Regions from separate parts of the Sus scrofa genome. Here regions 2 and 3 are each linked to region 1. The links are chromatin contacts, called in public Hi-C maps. All regions are on one chromosome and are shown on one strand. Each heading gives the region's core, a stretch centred on a gene start, on an enhancer-like site or on the middle of the called end of the contact. The rest is flanking DNA. Distances are from core to core; before and after follow the strand shown. Region 1 overlaps LOC106508433 (a long non-coding RNA gene). Region 2 overlaps LOC106508433 (a long non-coding RNA gene). Region 3 overlaps LOC106508433 (a long non-coding RNA gene).

Evidence for each region. Hi-C and Micro-C count contacts between places; a contact is called where the count stands out from the background.
Region 2: a contact with region 1 is called in a Hi-C map of liver, with 8 times the contacts expected there. The contact joins two enhancer-like sites. A contact is called at or near these places in 2 of 47 Hi-C or Micro-C datasets (both in liver) and 1 of 2 datasets of contacts at active chromatin or transcription factors (alveolar macrophages).
Region 3: a contact with region 1 is called in a Hi-C map of liver, with 2.3 times the contacts expected there. The contact joins two enhancer-like sites. A contact is called at or near these places in 4 of 47 Hi-C or Micro-C datasets (embryonic fibroblasts, liver and skeletal muscle) and 1 of 2 datasets of contacts at active chromatin or transcription factors (alveolar macrophages).

The regions. Positions count from the first base shown.
Region 1 is chr2:102,963,014-102,967,974 of Sscrofa11.1, reverse strand. All of the region lies in intron 6 of LOC106508433 (a long non-coding RNA gene), which reads right to left. Among named protein-coding and RNA genes, the nearest start is that of PCSK1, 85 kb to the left of the region's middle. Within about 2 kb of position 2,599, at least 3 of the 83 cell types and tissues checked have an H3K27ac peak or open chromatin away from gene starts, as enhancers often do. A contact at or near this core is called in liver, where this site is marked.
Region 2 is chr2:102,620,717-102,625,677 of Sscrofa11.1, reverse strand. All of the region lies in intron 3 of LOC106508433 (a long non-coding RNA gene), which reads right to left. Among named protein-coding and RNA genes, the nearest start is that of ELL2, 32 kb to the right of the region's middle. Within about 2 kb of position 2,232, at least 9 of the 83 cell types and tissues checked have an H3K27ac peak or open chromatin away from gene starts, as enhancers often do. A contact at or near this core is called in liver, where this site is marked.
Region 3 is chr2:102,661,476-102,666,436 of Sscrofa11.1, reverse strand. All of the region lies in intron 3 of LOC106508433 (a long non-coding RNA gene), which reads right to left. Among named protein-coding and RNA genes, the nearest start is that of ELL2, 73 kb to the right of the region's middle. Within about 2 kb of position 2,791, at least 6 of the 83 cell types and tissues checked have an H3K27ac peak or open chromatin away from gene starts, as enhancers often do. A contact at or near this core is called in liver, where this site is marked.

The DNA of each region.
Region 1 (4,961 bases), core at 1,350-3,849:
CACTTCTATGGCTTGGGTTCAATCCCTGGCCTAGGGAACTTTTGCATGCCAAGGGTATGGACAAAATATATTGATATAGATATAGATCCTAGGGTCAGAATTTCTCCACTACACTATTTCTTTCCATATTTTTGTCTCTCTCTTTTTTCTTTTCTTTTTTTTTTTTTTTTTAAAGGGCCATACCTATGGCATATGGAGGTTCCCAGGCTAGGGGTACAATCAGAGCTGTAGCTGCTGGCCTATGCCACAGCCCAGCAACACCAGATCTCAGCCTCATCTGCAACCTACACCACAGCTCATGGCAACACCAGATCCTTAACCCACTGAACAAGGCCAGGGATCCAACCTGCATCCTCAAGGATACTAGTCAGATTCATTTCTGCTGAGTCACATTGGGAACTCCCCCCGCCTATTTTTTTTCTGTGCAAATGCATCTCAGGTATACTCACTAATGCTTCCCTCAGCATATGTGATGATGGTAACTTTTGGATGCAAATTACTGACTACTCAGTTAATTCTATTATCATTCTGCATAAGGTTCAGCATTTAGAGTTATAGCTCTAATGTTAGTTCATTTCTAATTAGAAAGTCACCATAGCATTTACTTTGTACCGCTTGGACCAAATCTGACATGCTTACTGGTTTCGAAGATGTAAAAGTTTCTTGTAAAGTAAGTGATAAGAAAATGGGGGTAGTAACACCCTCCTTTGAAGTGTGAATGCTTCAGTGAGGGCAGAGCTTATGCAACTAGAACTCTCTTGGCAACCAAAGTGGCTCTGACTAGATCTACTCTTTGGCTATTTCTCCTTCTGGGATCCAATAGCCACACAGGTCAATAAACACATCCTGAATGTTACTGGATTTCAGAGCCATGACCTGATTCAAACCTTACTAACAACCCACGTTCAAGAGATTCAAAGCCAGGACCATTGAGTTACTAACTCATTAAAAATTAACCGAAATAAAAATTGAACCAGACTAGTACAACTTAGAACAAAGACGAAAAGCATGTTAAGCACCAGAGAGAGATGAGGGGAGGAGCCAGCTGCTTTGGCATCAAGCTCCTTCTACAGAAAGACCTGAGTTGAACGGGAATTATTTGCCAGAGTCTCCTAGAGATAAAGGTGGGCTCCTGCAGAAAATGTTCCAGATCCTAGGAAGACAACGGCACAAATTAGATAATACTGTGTCCTGGTTTAATAGCAGCCATTATGTGTTGCAAAATATAACCCTGAGGCAAACAGCAAAGACATTGCTTGGCTGAGTTTCCTTCTTGCTTTTCATACTGACTGCTTACAAAGTCGTGCCCAGTCATCTTTTTCCATTTCAAAACTGATTGCCATAACGTCTTCCTCTGATGCTTTCCTGGTTGAAAGGCCATGAGTTCAGGCAAGACTTTAACTGTCTGGGGGATGAAGATAGGATCCCACCATGCAGAGCTAAAGGCATTTTGTCCCTTTCCACCTGCAGCCTCTCCACCAGCCTCCATCAGGACTCCGGGGCAATTCCCAGAGTACCTGCTCCCTGAGCCAGCAAATCAATTACAGAAGAGTCTCATCTGAGCAGGACTCACCTCCGCTCTCCTTCAAAGACAAGACTCCACGTGCCCTGCACCAGTGTCGCTGCATTATTGTCTACATTCCTGTGACTTCAGGGTTTATGTCAAGGGTCCTCGTCATTTTAAACTCTGGGGCTTTGCCCAGATATAGCTGTGTCTCTTGATGAAACAAATCTGCAGCTCTCTCTTCTGGGTTTTCCCCAGAACACGGTGGTTTTAGCCTCATCATTTAACTCACCCACTCTTTCATGTCCCATTTATAGTGTGCAATGTCATGACCAAGAATTAGTGATAGTAATATCTTGTATTTAAAATGTGTCCTCCTTCCAGGAGACTTCACATACTTCATGATAACTACCTTGTATCCTTCCCAAAACCCCAGAAAGGAAGGTTTTGTTAGCTGTATTGCTTTTGGTTAAGCATTGTATTTTGGTTCCATTTTTACAGTTAAAATACCAAGGCACCAAGCTGCTTGAAAAATTTTCTTAGGTCATATGTTACTATCCTCACTTGGCAAAAAGCCTCCAATTGTGTTCTGATACTATTCAAATCAAGTTATAGAGCTAAAAATATTGATATCTGGCAATAGTCAAAAACCCTAAAAATCACCATTAAAGCCAGAGACCTGGACCCTCATTATTTAAGCAAGAATTAGGGAAGATGCTTTGTTACTTTTTTTTTCTTTCTTTCTTCACCATATGGAAGTTTCAGGGCCAGGGATCAAATCCCAGTCGCAGCTATGACCTATGCCCACAGCTGTGGCAATGCTGGATCCTTAACCCACTGTTGCCAGCTCAGGGATCAAACCTGTGCTCCCTCATAGACAACACCAGATCCTTAATTCCCTGCACTACAGCAGGAACTCTGCTACTTTTTTGCTCAAGTAATAGTTTTTATTTCCAAGTTAAGTGCATGTTCTATTGCTGCTTCTGAAACTTAGCAGAGGGCCCATGGGCAAGTGAATGGTGTGGCAGCCTGCTCAGCCTCCCTGCCACACGGCACCCAAAACCAGAGCCAGGATAGCACATGCATCAAGACAGAAACACAAATGGCCTTGCCAAGGTCCAAAGATCTGCACAAGAACTCCAGGAGCCAAGTATCTAGAGCATAAACAACCAGGCAGAAGTTCTCCCAGGAACAGGATGTTCTGCTGCATTTCCAGTTACCCTGGCCTCAGGGCAGGGCATCCCCTGCTCATAAGGCACCCTCCTGCCAGGATCACCTCTAGGATGAGAATAGGGTCTCCCTTGGGAAGGGCAGCAAGCCCATCCACCAAAATCATCTTTCTACATATTGAAAATTCAGTCTCTTTAGACTGAATCTCAGAGCAGTTTTCTTTGTGAGAGAAGCCATACGAACAGCTTTGCCTCCTTCAGACTCAGGGTTCAACACATTTCATTATCTAAATACATTGTTAGGGCTCATGAGTTACCTCTACTGTGACCACAGCCCAGTGAATTTAAAGCTCTCTTTTATAGAGTGAACCAGGACTAAGGAGGAAGAAGAAAGGGAAGAGGAGAATAATTAGTAAAGCAAAGCCTGATGAGGGTAGAGACAATAGCATAGGGTGATTAAGTCGCAAATCAGAGCAAAGATCCTCACATAAACAATATTTGAAACTGAACTTCAAAATGCATTTAAAATATGAGAGCAGGATAAAACTCCATCCTGGTTTTTATATTTTTGTTTGTTTTAGGGTTTTCCACCTAACATATGGAAGGTCATGCTGAGAGTTTCTTAGTGATTATGGTCTAGTTGGGCCACAACTTTCAGGAAGAAAAATATGGACACTGTTGGAGTTCCCGTCATGGCTCAGTGGAGACAAATCTTACTGGCATCCATGAGGGTGCAGGTTTGATTCCTGGCCTCACTCAGTGGGTTAAGGATCTGGTTTTGCCATGAGCTGTGGTGTAGGTCGCAGGTGTGGCTTGGATCTGGCATCGCTGTAGCTGTGGTGTAGGCCAGCAGCTACAGCTCTGATTTGACCCCTAGCCTGGGAACTTCCATATGTCATAAGTGTGGCCCTAAAAAGCAAAAAAAAAAAAAAAGATAACAAAAAATATATGGACACTATTAGTAAAGTCTATTTACTCTCTTCATTTCTCATTTCAAGACTTACCTTCCTAGTTATGCCTCCAACAAGAATTCTAAGTAGACTGAGACACCCAAAAGATTTTTTATAGGGTTCCTTAACTATGGAATCTTGAGAGAATTTTAAGTAATAATGTCTTGTATCTGTTCACAAGGTTTGGGATACTCTTTTAGCGACCTCTCTCTGATAATGGCCACAGGAGTTTGGAAAGTTACAGACAGTCTTGAAGAGAGGTGAAGCCATGGCTTGATATGAGAAATCATGTCCAAAGCCATCTAGATATGTAACTGAGAAAAGGAGTCCATCCACTGGGGCTGCTGGTCTCCTAAGACAGCAGGCCAGATTTGACCTTGGCATCATCTTTCATCTAAAGAGGCAGATGCCAAAGGAAGCATTAATGTCACCCAGCCTGGGAGGCACATGGCAAGCATAGTATACAGATGTGGCTCCCTGCAGTACAGGAGATTCACCCGGTGTCCCCAGCCTCCTCCAAGCATAAATGGACTCACAGGTATGCAGACCTCTTATCTCCCTGCTGCTTTGTTCTGGGCTTTGTGGCTTCTTCTTCCCAATCCGACTATGAACATAAATGGTGTCTGAATCATTTTTCCCTTTCTCTAGCATTCAGAGAAATTCTCAGGAGTCAATTGCCATTATAAGATAATAAATTAATTATACCTATCATCAATCATTATTACGCAGACATATAGAGATCACCATAGTTGGGCACATCATGAAATGAAAGACTTCCTTTTTTTTCCCTTGGTTGAAAATAGGGGAGAGGAAGTCAGGCTAAAGGAGGTTTACACCAGAGCTTATTGGGAAATTAAAGTGTGTCTGTGTGTTCTGCTTTCATATTATAATAGACTCTTATAAACTTCATTGTAAGTTTTACATTTGTTTTATCTCAGTTTCATTTCCAGGTTTTCATGGGATCAGGGTTCAACTAATCCATTTAAATAGAAACCCCAAATACTTTCCAAATTTTTTTCAAATACTATTATTTTTTCTTTTTAGGGCCACACCTGTGACCTATGGAAGTTCCTAGGCTAGGGGCTGAATCAGAGCTGCAGCTGCCAGCCTACACCAAGCCACATCTGCAACCTGGATCACCACAGCCGACGGCAACGCTGGATCCTTGACCCACTGAGTGAGGCCAGAGATGGAATCCACATCCTCGTGGATACTACTCAGATTCATTTCCCCTGCTCCACAATGGGAACTTTTCACATATTTTTATTTAACTTTCTAAAGATCAAATGTAAACACATAACCTCTGCAAAACAACTCTTAACCCCAGCCTGGTATTTT
Region 2 (4,961 bases), core at 983-3,482, 340 kb after region 1:
CCGTGGCACAGTGGAAACGAATTCAACTAGGAACCATGAGGTTGCGGGTTCCGTCCCTAGCCTCACTCAGTGGGTTAAGGATCTGGCGTTGCCATGAGCTGTGGTGTAGGTCACAGACGTGGCTCGGATTTGGCATTGCTGTGGCTCTGGCGTAGGCCAGCAGCAACAGCTCCAATTAGACCCCTAGCCTGGGAACCTCCATATGCCACAGGGGCAGCCCTAAAAGGACAAAAGACAAAAAATAAATGTGGAGAAAGTGGAACTCTTACACACTGTTAATGGAAATGTAAATTGGTACAGCCACAGTGGAAAACAGTAAAGATGTTCTAAAAACTAGAAATAGAACTACTATAATCCAGCAATTCCACTCCTGGGTATATGTCCAGAAAAAAAATGAAAACATAAATTCAAAAAGACACATGCACCGCAATGTTCATTACAGTACTATTTACAGTAACCAAGATATGGAAGCTGGCCTTTTTTTTTTTTTTTTTTTTTTTTTAACTTTTATAAAAATTTACCTTAACATTGAATTTCTGAGCTAAAAAAAAAAAACAAAAAAAAAACAAAACAAAACAAAAAAAACCCCTTTTACTGGCCACACCCATAGCATGGAGAAGTTCCCAGGGCCAGGGATCAAACCCATGTCATAAAAGAAACTCAAGCCATTGCATTGACAATACCAGCTCCTTAACCCACTTCAACACAAGGAACTCCAGGGGAAAAAAAACTTTAGAAAACGAGTTGACCCCCTGTACTTCACTGATAAGAAAATTTCCTTATCAATAGCAGGCACAGAGAGTTTAAAATATTTAACTAAGTCCACAAAGTGAGTTGGTAGTGCTCTAAAAGCAATTGTCTCCTAACTCTTTGGACACAATATCACATTCTGGTCATTTATTTTGTGTTCCAGGCTCCACTCCCAGGGTTAAGGGGATGACATGGTTCACATGTACAATATTTAATTAAAATAATTTAAAATGTATTAAATAAAACATCTCAAGCAAGCTTAATTTTAATATAAATGCTCTAGACCCTGGAAACTGGAAGGAATTTTAGGGTTGTTTTTCTGATGAATATATCAAATTCAAAATAAAAGTGGAGTTTTATTCTAGAAAGCACTCCAGTTTTGAAATTTAAAATGCCTAATAAGAGCCTATATCTCGTTTTATTTATTAAAAGATCATTATTCCTTAAGCAATGAGGTCCTGCTGTATAGCACTGGGGACTGTATCTAGCCACCCATGATAGAGCATGATAATGTGAGAAAAAAGAATGTATATATGTATGTGAGACTGGGTCACCTTGCTGTACAGTAGAAAAGTGACAGAAAACTGTAAACCAGCTATAAGGGAAAAAAATGAAAATCCTTTTTTAAAAAGTAAAAAAGGTAAATAAATAAATAAATAAAAGATCATTATTCCCTTGTTGGAATTACTAATATTTGTTTGTAGTTGCCCAAACAGAAACGACAGGGTACAATGTGATCTTATGAATCAGGACTTATTCTTTGAACTAGTTCACCTTTACTGCTCAATTCTCATGTGCCAAATGATAGAGGACCAAAATTACTTATTTTTGTCTGCTAAATCATACATAAAAACCTTTAACCTGCTCCCAAACAATTTGCCCTAAACTCTTTCTAAATATAAAAAAAATATTTTTAGTTTAACACTTCATACCATTGGCAGATAACCCAAAGGGAATGTTTAAGGTTACCAGTGCATTTATCTTATCAAAAGTTGTCTGGTCTCTTTGGGCTACTATTTGGATTCCAGTTAATCAGGCCTATTTACTAGTTTAAGAACTTTCAGCAATTAACAGTATGCAAACAGCACCAATCTGCTGTTATTTCAGCTGGGAAAGCAGCTATATGATCCAATATACCAGCTTCCTTACTAAAAATAAATGGTAACACTTTCCACTCCCTGGGGAGTTAGCTTTCAAGTATGTCACACCGTCACACTGCATAACAAAACCAAAGAGTGTGAAACATCTGAATAATTTAAAAAAACCAAAAGACTTGCGATGTTTTCAGATTTAAAAAAATAATAAAGTAGTTTTGCCAACAAAAACATCATTGCAGGAAGACAAAACAAATACAGTGAATTTAAGAGGCAGGCTGTGATCGCTTTTCCTTTAAGAACTACTGCTTTCCTTGCTTGTAAGACTGCTTGGGTATATTAGCAATTTTTAACACAGAGTAATTCAAATCAACAATACATTTGCTCTTCAGACTTTGACACTTCCCCAGCTGCCAGGCCTGTGCTTAACTAAACAAGTACAGTAGTGCAAGTGGAACATTTATGTAACACAGAAACTATAAATGTTCTTTGAGAAACAAAGAAGCCTACTCACTCTAGAAGATATGACAAGGGGCTAAGAGTATTACATTTTAAAACAGAGAAAACTCCCCTGAGGAAGATATGTATTTTAAACTTACTATAGCTAAAATTATCATGTCATCTGTTTACTGACAATAAAATATCATTTCATTTCTCTAAATAATTTTTAAAAATTCACTTAGCATCTATCTGACTTTAGTCACTATACTAAGAAATTTACATATATTCTTTCATTTAATCCTTGAAATAATCCAATGAGATGTAGAGAGTAACATTTATCCTATTTTATAAATAGAGAAACGGAGACTCAACATTAAACACCAAAACATGGTTTGAACTTGTGAGGTCTAACTTTAGTGCCTGAACTCTTACCCACTTCAGGCAAATCAAAGTGACACTAAAGACCAAGATCCTGTTGTGGCTCAGTGGTTAACAAATCTGACTGGGAACCATGAGGTTTTGGGTTCGATCCCTGGCCTCACTCAGTGGGTTGAGGATCCAGCATTGCCATGAGCTGTGGTGTAGGTCGCAGACGTGGCTTGGATCTGGCGTAGGCTGGCAGCAACAGCTCTGATTAAACCCCTAGCCTGGGAACCCCCATGTGCCACAGGTGCCCTAAAGAACAACAACAACAAAAAAAAAGAACAAGATTTAAAAAAAAAATTTTTAATGACACTAAAGAAATTTTAGAGTAGAAGAGATGTCAAAATACCTGAAATAAACATTGCTGATAATAAAATCATAAAACAATCCTATCTACGGCCCTTCTTTTCCACTGACAAGTATGTAGTGATTCCCTTCCCAGTGCTCTTTCCTCCCCCTTCTGCCATAACACACTTGCACACACACGCACCCATGCACACACTTGCACGTGCACGCACACACACAACTTCACTAATAGTGCCTATGGTAGTAAAAAAAATAGAGCAGGAAAAAGTTAATGTTCTACCTCAAAAAATGGACTAAATACTAAGTGTGACCTCAGAACTTGTTGGGTAGGGAAGGGAAGAGAGATCCTTATTGGAACAATCGATTAGATGTTCCCACTTGTTTGTTTACTTCTAGGTAAACGCATTTACAGGTATATAGGAGCAAGAAAAAAAGTCTCCACAGAAGAGCTGGATCCTGGATTTCCTTCACTTCTCTGCTCAAGACAAAAGGTCTGCTCTTTACCTGACAGAAACAAATGTAGCAGGTTTCTAAAACAGAGTTAAAAATGAATTTTCTCTAAATAAACGTGGCTCTTAGTGAAGCAAATCCTGGAGACTATCATTTTCCAGTCTACAGAACTTATTGTGATGTAGGAAATGTTTAACATCTCTGCAGTCCAATAAAGTAGCCACTAGCAGAGTTCCTGTTGTGGCTCAGGGGTTACAAAACCGGCTAATATCCATGAGGATGCAGATTTGATCCCTGGCCTTGCTCAGTGGGTTAAGGATCTAGCGTTGCCCAAGAGCTGTGGTGTAGGTCGCAGACACAGCTCAGATCCTACATTGTTGTGGCTGCAGTGCAGGCCAGCAGCTGCAGCTCCAAGTCAGTCCCTAGCCTGGGAATTTCCATATGCTGCAGGTGTGACCCAAAAAAAGTAAAAAAAAAAAAAAGAAGAAGCCACTAGCCACATGTGGCTGCTGAGCACTTGATATGTGGATAGTGGGACATGGGAGGAACAAACTTTTTAACTTTATCTCATTTTAAAAATCACGTACAGATAATGGCTCTCATTTGGGCAGAATAGCTCTAGAATCATCTCAATAACAACCATTTACTGAGTATCTGTTATGTACTACAAAGCTACCTTTGAGGAAGGTACAATGGTGTACCCATTTTACAGAAAAGGAAATTGAGGCTAAGAGAGATTAAGTGACTTGGTCATGGCTTTACAACTAGTAAGTGATAAATTCTGGATTTTACACCCATGTCTGTCCCTCTCAAAGCCTGATGCTTTGACTACCAGTTATTCTCAACACTGGCTGCATATTAACTGGTGTGCTTTTCAAAAATATTCATCCCCATGTCTCATGCCCCAATAATTCGTATTTAATTGGTCAGGGGCAGGGCTCAGGCAAATGCACATCTCTGAAGCTTCCACTGTACAACACCACTGATGTGACCAAGGCCTCTTGGCCGTGGACAACCATTTCCAAAAGGGGGCTGCGATGAAATGCTACCTGCACCTCTTCTCTTAAGCATGGTTAACAGTTTAATACTAACAGGTGTGCCACTCCTGCCTTTTGCAGATCAAAGTAAATGACTCAGAGCTACTCTGAGCTAGGGTGAGGTCAACTTAGCTGGTGTTTTAATGCAGCTGAGACCAGGGCCCAGGTATGGGTTTAAATGTAAATGCTACAGCTTTTGGTGCTGTGGGGTCGGCATACAAGCAAAAGTCAAGAAAGCTCAGCTAAGGGATTTTAAAGCCCCATGAAGCAACTCAGAAGCCCAATAACAACAAAGGCTGAGAGTGTGTAGCATGCGACTATATCTAGAGATGGGAATGCTCTTAGAATGCAACTATATCTAGAGATGGGAATGCTTGGCTCTCCCACACTTGTTGGCTTCATCTTCTCCTTCTCCTCTTTCTACTGCTCCAAAGTCCTCAGGAGTGGTCTGAGGGCCTCT
Region 3 (4,961 bases), core at 1,542-4,041, 300 kb after region 1:
CCACCTAACCTGTAGATTTTATGAGAATGACATTCTTATTAATTTGCATTGTTTTTTGTTTCTGGCCACACTCACAGCATGTGGAAATTCCTGGGCCAGGGATTGAACCCACACCACAGCAGTGACCCAAGCCACTGCAGCAACCATGCCAGATCCTTAACCTGCTGTGCCATAGGAGAACTCCTAATTTGCATTGTTTTGATCAGTAGTTAAATAAGAGCTTAGAATCTCTTGTTTGCAAATTCTATTAGGGTTATGCTCAACAGAATCTGCTCATTTCCACTGTTTCTATATTTTCATTTTTAGATTAACTAGAATTCTTCTTTGAACATTTCCTATTTCTTTTTTCGTTCCATGTTTTTTTCTTTTTCTTTTTTTTTTTTTTTTTTTTTTTTTTTTGTCTTTTGTCTTTTGTTGTTGTTGTTGTTGTTGTTATTGTTGCTATTTCTTGGGCTGCTCCCTCGGCATATGGAGGTTCCCAGGCTAGGGGTTGAATCGGAGCTGTAGCCACCGGCCTACGCCAGAGCCACAGCAACGCGGGATCCGAGCCGCGTCTGCAACCTACACCACAGCTCAAGGCAACGCCGGATCGTTAACCCACTGAGCAAGGGCAGGGATCGAACCGGCAACCTCATGGTTCCTAGTCGGATTCGTTAACCACTGCACCACGACGGGAACTCTCGTTTTTTTCTTTTTTAATCTCTATTCTTGAATTCTCTATTTCTATCACAATTCTCTATTCTTCACTATCCATCATTCTCAATGATCTAAAAGATTTAGAAGTAAAATGTTATATAGAATATAAAATTTCAATGTATCATAATCAAAAATATAAATTTTAAATGCAGTAAAATGAAAATTTTTCATGTGTTAATAGTTATTTTTCTTCTAAAATATACAAAATTATTAAAATTAAAAGGTAAAATGTAAACTATAAAATACAATGAATATATATAAAATATAATGAAGATCAAGTTATAAAGTAAAATTAAATACTGCTGAAATTTTTATTTTAATATTTGGAAATTTAATTAATCTTATTAAACAATTTTATAAAAGAAAACTATTTGGATTTCTAGCATTCAATGTCCAACTAGTTGCCAGTGTTAACAACTGGGTATCACACTTTAAGTATAATACATCTAGACATAGATGCATACAAATTTAAGAACAATTTGAGTTGTTTAATACCGCAAAATATTCCTCAGACATCATATACAATAACTGCAAATACTGAGCATATCTGGAGTAAGTCCACAACCATGAATTGCTTTCTATGGAGAAAAGCAAGAAAATGGATGCTCAGCACTAGTGGGAAATAAAACTTCCTAAAGCAAGTACCTATTGTATTCATATGGGAAGGATTTGACAAGTTAATTAATCTATCGTTTCTCTTATTTAAGTGTTTCTGCTGACCAAATCCTTCCTGGATGGTTGAAGCATTCTCTTTTTCTCATGTTGAGGGTAGCATAACCCATAATACTTCATAGCATTCAGATGCAATTGCTTTCATTTTCAAGAGATAGCTTCAAAGATGTGGAAAAGAGTTTCCCTTTAGTCTAATGCATGTCAGTCACGAGCGTGGATGTTTATTGACAGAACTGCTTACAGTTTTCTAATGATTTCTTGCTTATGTATTGTATATACTTGTGATCTGAGGATACTGTGGGAGCACAGGGCTCAGAGCCTCTTTTTCCCAGATCTAAGTATGGTACTGAGTTCAGCTTTCCATATTTCCTCTCCTCCTTTCTTAGTCCACTGCCTCAATGCACCTGAAAATCACTCTCCTTCTATGTCGCCCCCCTACCCACCCCCAGAGTTCCTGCTATGGCTCAGTGGGTTAAAAATCCGACCATAGCAGCCCAGGTCACTATGGAGACATGGGGCCAAACCCCAGCTCAGCACAGTGGGTTAAAGGATTGGACATTGCCTCAGCTGAGGTGTATGTTGCAGCTGCATCTGGGATTCAATCCCTGGCCCAGAAACTTTCATATGCCATGGGTACGGCCATTAAAAAAAAAAAAAAAAAAAAAAAAAATCATGCTCATCCCTATTGCCCATGCCCGGTGTAAGGCCTTGGCTAATTTACTCTTTCAGCCACTTCATGATTTATTTGGAATTTGAACTGAAAAAAATTCTTCAGACTCTCACAAGTTGTACAACATTCTTTGTGAGAAGAAAAGTCTCCCTAGTGAGGATGGGCCATCAAACTTTTATACATGCTGTTCCCTTGCCTGAAACACTATGCTCTCCTCTCCTTAGACATTTGACTCATTTAACAGCTCTGTTGTAACCTCTACAGAAAAGACTTCCTTAGCCTCCCCAATTAGATCAAATCCCCTTTGGATATGCTTCCCTAGCATCTTGTTCTATTTAACAGATCGATGATTTTATACTTATTTCTGTAATGTGGTTAGTGTTTGTCTCCCTCCATAGAGAGGAACTGACACGAAGACCATGTCTGAGTATGTTTTGGCACACCGTTATATCCCCAGAGCTTAGCCCATACTGTACACATAGAAAACACTCAAGATTTAATTAATTGGGAGCCATTCAGCTGCAGCTTACATTCTGTTTTCTTTCTTGCTTTTCGACCTTGGTCAATCATGAGGCTGAAGAAAATCTGTCTTTTAGATTTCAGCTTGATAGTATCTTCTTGGGAAAGCTTTCCCTGAGCTCTGGTACTAACTCAAAATCTCCTTGCTTTTTTATGTTGGGAAAAAAGTGTAAATTCCAGTTGGCCTCCTGACATGATTTCACATCCTGTGTTTACACCTGAGCACCTGTACTCCAGTGAACTCTCTCCAAAGTTGTGCAAAACTTGTTAAAAAGACTGGCTTCGTGGTGGGCAAAGTGCACTACAGCAATCTTAGGAATATTTTCACTGGCTTAGCAAAATCTTAAGTTTGGCCACAGAGCATGGCCAATTTTAGAAAAAGGTATATTTTCCTCTGATCATGTATTTTGAACACGGACTGGCATCAGAACTAGGAAATACATTTTCTAATACGATCACATTTCTTTAAGTAGAAATAAAGGATCTATTCTCAGCATTCAATTATACCTGAACACCAAGTAGCCAGGGAAACAAACAAATATTTCCGACGAGTTTCTTTTGTTTTTTAATGATTTTTATTTTTTCCATCATACCTGGTTTACAGTGTTCTGTCCATTTTCTACTGTACCGACAAGTTTCTTGACTCCTTTTTTGCAACTTTTAACTTCATTACCATGAAATCATTTGTTTATTATAGAATGACTTTCCTGGTTCTGCTGGGAACTTGAAAACCTAGACAAACCAGTGAATGATGGTAACGTGTCTCTCTCCTTTTTCTCACTTCTCCCATATTTAGTGGGCACAGACCAAACTTTTATTTAGCTTCCTGCCTCCTCTGCTTTCCTCTGCACACGTGTAGGATATTTGGTCCCTGACTCTTTACACAATTTTCCTTGTATTTTAAAAGACAGCAAAATTGGACTATAATAATTAGACATTGACATCACAACCCACAAAATAACTGTTGTTAAGTTGAATCAGCAGTGAAGGTTTTCAGTAGATTTTTTTTTTTTTTTCTCATTTGAGTCTTCATCTATTTTAAGCAATGGCATAATGGAAATGGCAATTCAAGATGGACACAGTCAAATGGGGCACCTCATTCTCATAAGTTGCTGAGCGTCCATGGGGCCTGGAAGGACTGGCTAGTCTTGTCTCAAACAAGAGAACTTTCTACCCAGAGTATCTGAAGGGCAGAGAAAGATTTTTATTAAACTCAGTCAGTGGAGAGAAATATGGGAAAGCATTAGACTAATTACATTCAAACTCAAATGATCAAGCACTAGTTCACTGGCTCAATCAGAAGCTTTACTAAATGAGACTCACGAGCAAAGAAATTTGTTAAGGTGTTAAGAAATAAACTAGCATAAGTATGTATATGACATTTTAATCATCCAGAAGGCTTGACCTCTATTTGGAATCGATGAGATTATCCTGGCAAAAAAAGTGTACCATCAAGTTCTGAGAAAGCATACACTGCACACCCTGAGTCTGTAGCCTTAGAAACAGAGAAGGGAAAAATCTATATTTTTCTTCCTGCATATGAAAACAAGGCCAAAATTGCTTTGAGGTCTTTACTTCATACAAAATAGCATCAATCTTTTTTTTTTTTTTTAATCAAGGTAATATGTTAGAAGTAGAGAGCCTAATTCATCTGTTTTTATCAGGTAATATAATAGAAGTAGAGGTCTAATAACTGTCCATTATCTTGCTTCTAGCTAGAAGAGACATACCTCAGTAGTTTTATCTGCTGTAAAACAGCGGGTATTTCTCCTGAATTCTCTTTAGAGCAAACAAAGCACTTTTTCTTTGTGGTTGAGAGGAGCCAAGGAAGGAACCCTTCTGAAGCCTTGTCCAAGCCCCAGGAATTCCCAGTAACACTGCCATATTGCTTCCACCTGGCCTCATCTGGGAAGTGAAAGATTATTAAAATATTTCAGTCATTTTCAAGTGTAGGAATGTTTTAACTTTTTGCCTTTAGAAAGGCATCATGGAAGCATGCTTTTCCTTCCTTCTCTCTCCCCCAACTTTGGATTGTTTTTCAGTTATTTTTTAACCATGAGTAAATAAAGAAATGACTGAACTTGTTAACTGTTGGTCCTGATATGAGTAGTAAATTGAAAACCTTTAAAATAATAAAATAAACTCTGACAGTATTATAGATGTATAGACTGCTAAAAAGTCACTTGGGGCAAATACTCAGCAGTCTTCCCGCAGTATTTTCAGTTAACTTTAAGGGTTATGGTTTTAGTAAATACTTTGCCTTCACTGGACGATAATAACTGTGGCTTTCGTTAGTTATTTCATTTCTTGCATGAAATCACTCTGAAACAAAGGAAAGTCTGTGTTTATTTGTAACTATTTTATTAGTGGGTTATATGTTGCATTTTCTCATTGGTCAAGTTAT